Linked DNA regions of Drosophila melanogaster: region 1 is linked to region 2. Evidence: chromatin contacts called from public HiChIP or PLAC-seq data. All regions are on one chromosome and are shown on one strand. The core of a region is the stretch at or near the end of the contact, and the rest is flanking DNA. Distances in the headings are between cores, read along the strand shown. Region 1 holds the start of Rab10. Region 2 holds the start of CG9577.

Region 1 (4,989 bases), core at 2,227-4,726, 85 kb after region 2:
GAGATACATATGTACATATGTATGTACTTGCTGGCTGCAAATTTGGAGTTATGTTGTTTTGCAGACAACCCCCCCCTCCTAGGTTTACACTGGTTCGCTGCTTCGAGTGCGCACTGTAGGCTCCGACTAACCAACTACTTTCGTCCCTTCATCTCCGCACCTTCGCTGCACTGTAAAAAATGTCCTAGCCCAGTTAGCTTGTTAACCTTTTTGCTTTCTAACCAACCAACCGTCTGTATCTTGCTCTTCTTTCTGTATTATTAACTTGTTTTGTTGTTTGGTCTCTTTTGTATATGAATCGCAATAAAGTTAATTTTATTTATTGTACATTACATCAAGGCGAAAAAGTAGCCATTCTTGGTGGGAGTTTGGTTTGGAAGGTTCTTAAACGACGTACCCATCATAGCCCAGAGCTTTACAATTAGGATTGAGACACGCGACGGCATTAGGAAATATATTAAATATGTTTTATTAAATTGAAATATACCAATTTAGTCTTGTGTAAATCTTAAAATATTTGCTTGTTGCTCTACAAAACCTAAGCTCAAAAATATTACTTTTGGAAGAAAAACATTTAAGTGGTGTTCGTTGAGAGGGACGTTTGGATAATCATTATCATTAGGCAGCTAAAATCAAGCATGCAAAAAAAAAGAAATGCATAATTGGCTACAGCGTTTCAGAACAAATTGAACTTGGCAATAAACCTGTACAAACATAATGCAACAATTGCAGTTGCATTAGCCATTGCTGACCAGAAATGCGATGTTCATTTCTAGTCATTTGCTTGGCGATCCAAAACAGATAAGGAACACAAACAATCCATACACACACACATGGTAAGTGATGTAAAAACTATGCACAATTAGTTCCCATTTTGGAACTAGGAGAAGGGGAAATATAATCGTACAGATCAAATAATTTCCATGGCCAATGACGCCAACCAAAGACTATCACATCGGAAATACAAGGAAGGAGACCTAAACTAACGAACTCATATTGCTCCGCATTCAGTCGACCAGGTGACGGCCATGGTCCTGCGGTGTGGAGAAGATAATTGCGTAGATAAGGCCGTCGCGAACCGATTCGGTGGGGTTGCCCACGTTGAACATGAACTTCACGCGATTGCAGTTGGCATCGGGCACACAGGAGTACATGGGATACCAGCCGGTCTTGTTGAACACCACGTAGATCTTGTAGATCTGGTTTCGGTATATGTACACCGGTCGATCGAACGTGATGTCCAGCAGCGAATCGTAACGCACGCGTGCCGTGCAGTGCGTGTATGTGATGCGTGAGCCGTGCATGTCCTGGATGTGGGCGTACAGCACCTCGGTGTATCGTTCCGTAAAACCGGCAGAAGTCATCAGCTCGCCGCACAGCACGCGCGTGGGCACTTGGACGCCCAGGATCCAAATGTTGGTGTCCACCTGGAACGTTACGCCCGCATCCGTGACGCTGGTGTTGCGGAAGTCAAATTGCCGGGTAAGGGAGCGCATACAGTACGCGCGCACCATGTCGTTGTGCGAATTTCCAGCTGCGGATCCAGCTCCTCCAGCTGCAGCGCCGCCAGCGGGCGCCGGTGCGCCTCGATCGCCGCCATCATCATCATTGGCGGGCGCTGGGACTGGCGCTCCGCTCTCGTAGCCCTCGCCGAAGCAGCGCAGTGGTGCTGGCGCAGGTGCGGCATCCGGTGGGACGCCCACCGGTTCCGGCGGGCGGATGACCAATTCCTCGCCTGCGAAGCCGAATCCCGTGCCCACGGATCCGAAACGGGGCGCAATGCCCATCATCATACCGCCGCCGGAGGGTCCTCCGCTGCGAACTGCCGGTCCCGGTCCCGGGAAACAGACGCCCGAGGGAGCGGCTCCAGTGCGATACGAGGAGGACAATTCTCTCTGGGCGTGTCGGTGGCCCGACTCGTAGAAGTTGCGCGTGCTCCGCGACACGCAGAAGCCTTCGGGCATGTGACAATCGTTGAGCGAGGGACTGGAGATCTTAATCAGGATGGAGAGGGCCTCGTGCTGCTGCAGCAGCTTGGAACGGGCCGGTCCCTCCGCGAACTGCTGCGGCGTCATGGTGAGAAAGCGAATCTTTTTGACCGCCTGCCTGAGCATGGCGCCATCGAGAATGGTGCGCTGGGCGTCCATGATGTTAATCATGTTGGCGGCGGCATCGGCCGAAGCGTCGCTATCGATGATTACCAGGTCGTCGGAGCCGGAAGCCACGTCCAGCGGCGGGGAGGCAGCCGTGGGCGCAGCTGCAGCCGCGGCAGCCGCAGAGGAAGTGGAAGCCATCCCAGCGTCCGTTTCGAAGCTGTCAGCCTCGTCGTCCTGGTGCATGTGCTGCACCATGGCCGCCACATCGGGCTCCATCTTGATCTCTTCGACCAGCACATGGCCGGCAGCATTGTCGGGCGATTCCTTGGTCAGCACCTGACCTCCGCTAGCAGTCTCTTCCTGGCCGGACTCGTTCAGGATGCCCCGCTCACTGGCAAACTTCAGCAGGCAGTTGAACAAATCCAGCTCGGAGTCGATGTTCAGGCGATTCTGGTCAAGAATGGCCATCAGGGTGGAGACCTCGATGTCCAGGAAGCTGGGATCGGACAGAACCTCGCGCGTGTTGGCCGCGATCAGATCCATGCTGCTTTGCATGAGGCGCGGCTCATCGAACAGCTTGGCAAACTCGTACGCCCGGCACGCGTTTTTCGGACTAAGATCAGCCCAAAGGAAATGGGTGCAGCGCGTGACCACGTGGGGCAGCATGTACTTCTTGGCCACGTAGCACAGCTCGCAGGCCTTGTCGAAGGACCCAATGGTGATGCGGTCCGTGTAGATGTACTCCAGCATCGCCTCGAACGCCTCCGGCTGCACGTCCGGAATGACGATGGGGTCCGTCTTATCGGGCAGGTTGCCATAGAACATTCGCTCGAACACCGGCGAAGCCATGGCCAGTAGCAGCTTGTGGCCGGCAATGAGCCGCTGGGTGGGCGAAGAACCCACCAGAAAGCGGCAGTCGGCCCACTTCTCCGAGTGGAGCAGGTACTGGCCCCGATCCTTCAGCTCGGTGAGGCCGTTTTGCCAGTCGATGTCCATTGCCTGCGGTGGATTGGCTGGGATTGGGATCACTGTAATCCAAACGTTGTTCGCTCTGATTTGTGTGAATAATCCACCTTTTTGCGAATCGGTTTGGGATTTTGCGAAATTGTTATTATTTTACGATACCGATAATTGAATGCGTGCTTACCTATCGATTGGCTGTCGTACCGATAGCAGAGGTCTGCCAAATGGCGTAATAATTAAAAGTCATGTTATGAGCTTTCTAGCAAAAATACTTAAGCATTTAAGGTATTATCAAGAGTAAACTCAAATCTTTCTTTAGATTTTAAGCTGTGATTTCAAAACTGTGACTCCATAGCAGTCGATAGTTGTATTAAACCATCGAAGTTGCCACACTGGTGAGAGCATGGATGGTATCGAACAGATATCGATTCATGTTCCAGCTCTAGTTCTAATAGCAACAATTTCAAGCGAAAATATTAATTAATTCGGCGCATTTAAGACACGCGGAGAAAAAAGAGCTAGCTCGAGATACAGGATCATTGCTTAGGCGGCCATAACCGAGAGAAAGAGCGAAAAAGGGCAGGCGCTTCAATAATAATAATATCTCTTGTCACCTGCGCCCGTGCGTTTGTGTGTGTGTGTGTTTGCGTGCGTGTGAGTGTCGCGTGTGTTTGTGCTTTGTTCTGCGAGCGTTCCGTTGCGTTTTGGAAATGGCAAAGAAAACCTACGATTTGCTCTTTAAACTGTTGCTGATCGGTGATTCAGGAGTGGGCAAGACGTGCATATTGTTCCGGTTCTCGGATGATGCATTCACGTCCACGTTCATATCGACCATAGGTGAGTAACGGGACCGTACGCACATACTTGCATCTGTCCACCCGCACCGCACACACACACACACGCGCACATGTCAGCTGCACAGCCAGGATATATATACGTGTGTGTGGGTGTGTGACTGGGCGTGGCACTGCCTTATCGACTGGCCTATGCACTGCTTGTTTCGATCGCCTGCGGAGTGGAAAGCGGAGGAGAAGTGAGCAAAATATGCCATCTATGTGGCTATGTAACTCCCTGAACTTGAACTTTTCGTACTAAACTACTGCATGTTCGCAACACGTAACACAGACGTGTGATCATTTGGTTGGAATGAATGCTTCATATACGTCTAATGTAATGAATCATCGTGATATCAATGTCGAACTGCTTTATTTTATTCAATTCCAATGTAATCGATAACACCGCCGTGACGTCATTCGGCTCAAATTGCGTTGGTTTTTCCGCACTACATTTGCTTTCTCGTTCAACCGTTTTTCTCAGGCATCGATTTCAAAATCAAAACAGTCGAGCTGCGCGGCAAGAAGATCAAGCTGCAAATATGGGACACCGCCGGCCAGGAGCGGTTCCACACGATAACCACCTCGTACTATCGAGGCGCCATGGGCATAATGCTGGTCTATGACATAACGAACGAGAAGAGTTTCGAGAACATAGTCAAATGGTTACGGAATATAGACGAGGTAGGTGTTTCCCCTGCGAGTAATGGCCTTTTCTAAAGTCTGAAATCTTCTTCTTTTTTTTTTGTTTTAGCACGCCAACGAGGATGTGGAGAAGATGATCCTCGGCAACAAGTGCGATATGACGGACAAGAGGGTGGTCAACAAGGAGCGCGGCGAAGCGGTGAGCATCCCTCATCCACAGAGTGCCCCCACAACAGCAATCACTGTCAGAGATTAGGAAATATAGTCGTAGTTAGATCGTTAAGCTCTTCTGCCATAGGAGTTGAGTTCGGAAATCGATCATATATTAGTGTGTTTAGCTTTCAAAGCCAACTGTTTTTTACAAGCGAATTCCATGCCCCTTAATAGTTTCCTATTGTTTTGATTTTTTAAGATAAGTTTGCAAATTGAACACAGCGAATATATTCGTTCTC
Region 2 (4,859 bases), core at 1,849-4,348:
ACAATTTGCCAGTTAGCTTCTGTTGACAAGTGAAGCACATGTCCCTTAATACCAAGAAGTTGAGCATTTTGGCGGCAACAGTTTGAGATTCACACAAAAGCAAGTCGGAAATTTTATTTAGCCAATGATGAAGAATATATATGCACATATAGTCTGTAGGGTTTATAGGGTTGGAGACGATTCTGTTTCTATAAATTCCCAACGATTGATTTATTTTAACTCTTAATGGGCTTCTAAAAGTCTAATCTGAACACAATTTGCCAGTTAGTTTCTGTTGACAAGTGAAGCACATGTCCCTTAATACCAAGAAGTTGAGCATTTTGGCGGCAACAGTTTGAGATTCACACAAACAAATCGGGAATTTTATTTAGCCAATGATGAAGAATATACAAATATGCACATATAGTCTGTAGGGTTTATAGGGTCGGAGACGATTCTGTTTCTATAAATTCCCAACGATTGATTTATTTTAACTCTTAATGGGCTTCTAAAAGTCTAATCTGAACACAATTTGCCAGTTAGCTTCTGTTGACAAGTGAAGCACATGTCCCTTAATACCAAGAAGTTGAGCATTTTGGCGGCAACAGTTTGAGATTCACACAAACAAATCGGAAATTTTATTTAGCCAATGATGAAGAATATACAAATATGCACATATAGTCTGTAGGGTTTATAGGGTCGGAGACGATTCTGTTTCTATAAATTCCCAACGATTGATTTTTTTTTAACTCTTAATGGGCTTCTAAAAGTCTAATCTGAACACAATTTGCCAGTTAGCTTCTGTTGACAAGTGAAGCACATGTCCCTTAATACCAAGAAGTTGAGCATTTTGGCGGCAACAGTTTGAGATTCACACAAACAAATCGGGAATTTTATTTAGCCAATGATGAAGAATATACAAATATGCACATATAGTCTGTAGGGTTTATAGGGTCGGAGACGATTCTGTTTCTATAAATTCCCAACGATTGATTTTTTTTTAACTCTTAATGGGCTTCTAAAAGTCTAATCTGAACACAATTTGCCAGTTAGCTTCTGTTGACAAGTGAAGCACATGTCCCTTAATACCAAGAAGTTGAGCATTTTGGCGGCAACAGTTTGAGATTCACACAAACAAATCGGGAATTTTATTTAGCCAATGATGAAGAATATACAAATATGCACATATAGTCTGTAGGGTTTATAGGGTCGGAGACGATTCTGTTTCTATAAATTCCCAACGATTGATTTATTTTAACTCTTAATGGGCTTCTAAAAGTCTAATCTGAACACAATTTGCCAGTTAGTTTCTGTTGACAAGTGAAGCACATGTCCCTTAATACCAAGAAGTTGAGCATTTTGGCGGCAACAGTTTGAGATTCACACAAACAAATCGGGAATTTTATTTAGCCAATGATGAAGAATATACAAATATGCACATATAGTCTGTAGGGTTTATAGGGTCGGAGACGATTCTGTTTCTATAAATTCCCATCGATTGATTTTTTTTAACTCTTAATGGGTTTCTAAGAGTCTAATCTGAACACAATTTGCCAGTTAGCTTCTGTTGACAAGTGAAGCACGTGTCCCTTAATACCAAGAAGTTGGCGGCAACAGTTTGAGATTCACACAAGCAAATCGGGAATATTATTAAGCAAATGATCAAGAATATATGTATAACATATATATATATATAGTTTGTAAGGTTTATGGGGTCGGAAACGCTTCTTTGATTTATATACATTCGGCTAGCATAACAAAAACATGGCGGGTTTCAGTTGAAGATTTTGTTTTGTGGCTGTCTCAAAAAACACGTGTGCCAATTCAATGTAAAGTCCTGCACAAATAATTAAACAGTTGGAAAAACGCTTAGGGGCAACCCTACTGCCAGAGTTGGCAAGCGTCAAACTCTCGGTTTTATTTCTGTTTCTACGAATTTCCTCGAAAATTGCCGTAACCTGGGGCAAATGCGAATTGAATGAAAGTTGCAGTCCTTTATTTTCAAAGTATGTGTATAGGGGTTCTAATTAATGCCTTTTCAAGTAGATATATGTATTTGTGTTACAATTCATTGCACAATGCTATTTCATTATGAAAACTTACCAAAAAGCGTTGAATTCCCGAACTTTTTATTTGTGCTAAATTTTTAAAAATAACACTATTCACTGCTTTAAGCTTTTGATTTGGTTAAATGGGTTTGGTGCGGAGTTATTTTTGAAAACTTGTTATATTTATTTTTTTATTCCGAAAATTTCTTCTCTGACCTGTGAGCTTCTGCTTCGAGACTATGCACCTTTATGATTTTCTGATTTTTAGATTGTGGCAAGCAGAACTCAAATTTTCGATAACTTTGAGAAGTGATGGAAGCTGGGACGATACATCGATAGATTCGAGAATAATATCTGTTCATGGCAATTTTATGTGCGTCTTGTTATGTGCGTCAAGTTAGCGTCGATGAGTTAGCGGCTATGTCGGAACGGAAGAAAATGGAACATGGCATCGTTTTTTATGTACTTATTAATTTTTTTTCGTATTTTGAGGTGAATTCCAGGCGGCATTTTTAAATGCTTTAAGCTCCTCCCACTGCATTTTTCCAGGATCATTACCTAATTCGGTTTAGGTAAGCAAGGCACAAGAAATGTCCCTTAAGATGGGCTAGCGTGCAATTAGGAACAGGCTCTGCGAGTGGAAATATTCTCCAAAGAATGGTGAACCTGATTTTTCGATTGCGCATTTTATATACTTTCTTGAGTCCTATAAACTTAAGTCGTACATATATAGTTGGATAATTCTTATCTGAACATTCTAGCATTTTTATTTTTTGGAATACTCCTCTAAACAACGAAAAAATAAATAATAATACACATTCGCATTGACGCGAATTTGATGCAAAACTTTTTAAGTTAGAATCCTCCAGCCGGGTGGCAGCAAAACACCGTATTGATATAGTAGCCGAACAAATTTCTGCCGCAACGACTTGATTTTACCTACAACCCATTTATTGCAACAACTGTGTCCTTATGCAGCCAGAAAAATCCATTGAAAATCTGCTAGTGAAATATATCCAGTAGCTTTGATAAGCCGAGAGCCCGCCTTATTTTGAATATTTCTGCCGGGTGGCAGCACTGCTACGTATCGTTAAGCAAACAAAACAAATTTAGCTGCCGCAACAAGTAGATTTGATTTGAAACCAGTGAAAAGAAGGTTTATTATGTCGCTCTCCCGCCTGAACACTCTGATGAAACTAACGCCCAAGCCCACGGGTAAGTATCGGGGACTTCGATAATCCGACATCCAGCCTTCTGCGTTCGAAATTTGGGTTCGGTTCAAAGTCCGAACACCGGTGATTGAACCTTTGTCTCTTCATCGTTTTAAAAGTCCAATCAATTGCACTTCCCGTCAGCCATCGGATCCCTTAAGATGCAGAGAAACCTTTCCGCCCTCCCGGAATCCGGACCCACCGGCTCTTTCAAGACGCTGGCCGTCAGTTCGCCCAAGCCGTTCGTCTTTCATGTGGAGCTCCATCGGCCCAGCAAGTTCAACGCCATAAGCAAGCAGATGTGGCTGTGGGTTATCCAATAGCTTCCCGTTTCCTGTTCCGCAGACTGCTAACCCAAACTGCGTTACCCATTTCCAGGGAGATCAAGGAGTGCTTCGACGGACTGGCCACTAATCCCGACTGCCGGGCTATCGTTTTGTCCGCCTCCGGAAAGCACTTCACCGCCGGCATCGACCTCAACGACATGATAAACGTGGGCCAAACGCTGGCCGAGACCGATGACTACGCCCGCAAGGGCGTCTCCATGGAGCGAATGATCAAGGTGTACCAGGACTCAATCAGCAGCCTGGAGCACTGCCCCAAGCCGGTCATCACGGCGGTGCACAAGGCGTGCATCGGCGCCGGCGTGGACCTGATTACCGCCGCCGACATTCGCTACTGCACCGAGGACGCCTTTTTCCAGGTCAAGGAGGTGGACATCGGCATGGCCGCCGACGTGGGCACCCTGCAGCGTCTGCCCAAGGCAGTGGGCAGTCAGTCCCTCGCCCGCGAGCTGTGCTTCACTGGGCGCAAATTCGAGGCCGCCGAGGCCCACTCCTCGGGCCTGGTGAGTCGCCTCTTCCCAGACAAGGATTCCCTGCTGACCGGAGCCCTGGCCGTGGCCGAGCTCATCGCTAGCAAGAGTCCCGTCGCCGTAAAGACAACCAAGGAGAGCCTCGTGTACTCCCTGGAGCACACCAATCAAGAGGGCTTGGATCACATTGTGGGTATCCTAATATCTCAACGAATTTGCACGAGCTAACCACGCCTCACGCCTCACACCTTGCAGCTCCTGCTGAACAAGCTCAACCTGCTGTCGGAGGACTTCGCCCAGGCTGTGGCCGCCCAGTTGACGAAGGACGATAAGCCAGTGTTCGCCAAGCTGTGATCGGTAACCTGTAATATGTAATCTGCAATCTGACAGAATTTAAAATGTATTTGCCATGTGTGCATTTATAAATACAGCATCTGCCTTTACTTTAGGACCCAAATCAGCTCATAAGGTTGTCGGGAGAATGAAAGGCTTATGACTAGGAATTTGGTTTTCGTTGTGAGCTCTTAAAACGCCTCCGCGGATGAGGCACCGGGGTTCTTCTGTTGCTGTTTGCAAAGCTCCTGCAGGGCGCGTGGATCCTTGACGCACGCCTCAGTTAGAACTTCCACGTGGCCGTTCTCGTTGATGAGCAGATCGTCTTCGATGCGGATGCCGATGCCCCGGAACTCGGGCGGCACGTCGCCGCAATCCTGGCCAATGTAGATGCCCGGCTCAACGGTGAAGACCATGCCGGGCACGATGCGTGTGTTGCGTGGCACGTGCGGTGTGTCGTGCACGTCCATCCCA

What was found. HiChIP or PLAC-seq counts read pairs in DNA pulled down with a chosen protein or histone mark.
Region 1: an H3K27ac HiChIP or PLAC-seq map of the Kc167 cell line shows a contact between it and region 2, with 5 times the contacts expected there. The contact joins the promoter of Rab10 here to the promoter of CG9577 in region 2. A contact is called at or near these places in 9 of 107 Hi-C or Micro-C datasets (the D17-c3 cell line, the Kc167 cell line, the OSC cell line and 3 more) and 5 of 6 datasets of contacts at active chromatin or transcription factors (the Kc167 cell line and the S2 cell line).

The regions. Positions count from the first base shown.
Region 1 is chrX:20,247,862-20,252,850 of dm6, forward strand. Rab10 reads left to right here and starts at 3,477. Exons shown (of 4, transcript NM_078695.4): 1 at 3,477-3,896; 2 at 4,377-4,576; 3 at 4,647-4,736. The coding sequence starts at 3,770. CG17068 reads right to left here and starts at 3,232. Exons shown (of 1, transcript NM_134535.3): 1 at 448-3,232. The coding sequence starts at 3,092. The coding sequence ends at 1,008. It overlaps Peritrophin-A (Peritrophin A), which reads left to right. Exons shown (of 4, transcript NM_001258850.2): 4 at 1-342.
Region 2 is chrX:20,163,575-20,168,433 of dm6, forward strand. It overlaps CG9577, which reads left to right and starts at 3,099. Exons shown (of 4, transcript NM_134531.4): 1 at 3,099-3,242; 2 at 3,383-3,545; 3 at 3,617-4,241; 4 at 4,308-4,506. The coding sequence starts at 3,191. The coding sequence ends at 4,406. It overlaps Phf7 (PHD finger protein 7), which reads right to left and starts at 2,256. Exons shown (of 4, transcript NM_001272812.1): 1 at 2,083-2,256. It overlaps CG9581, which reads right to left. Exons shown (of 2, transcript NM_134532.4): 2 at 4,468-4,859. The coding sequence ends at 4,577.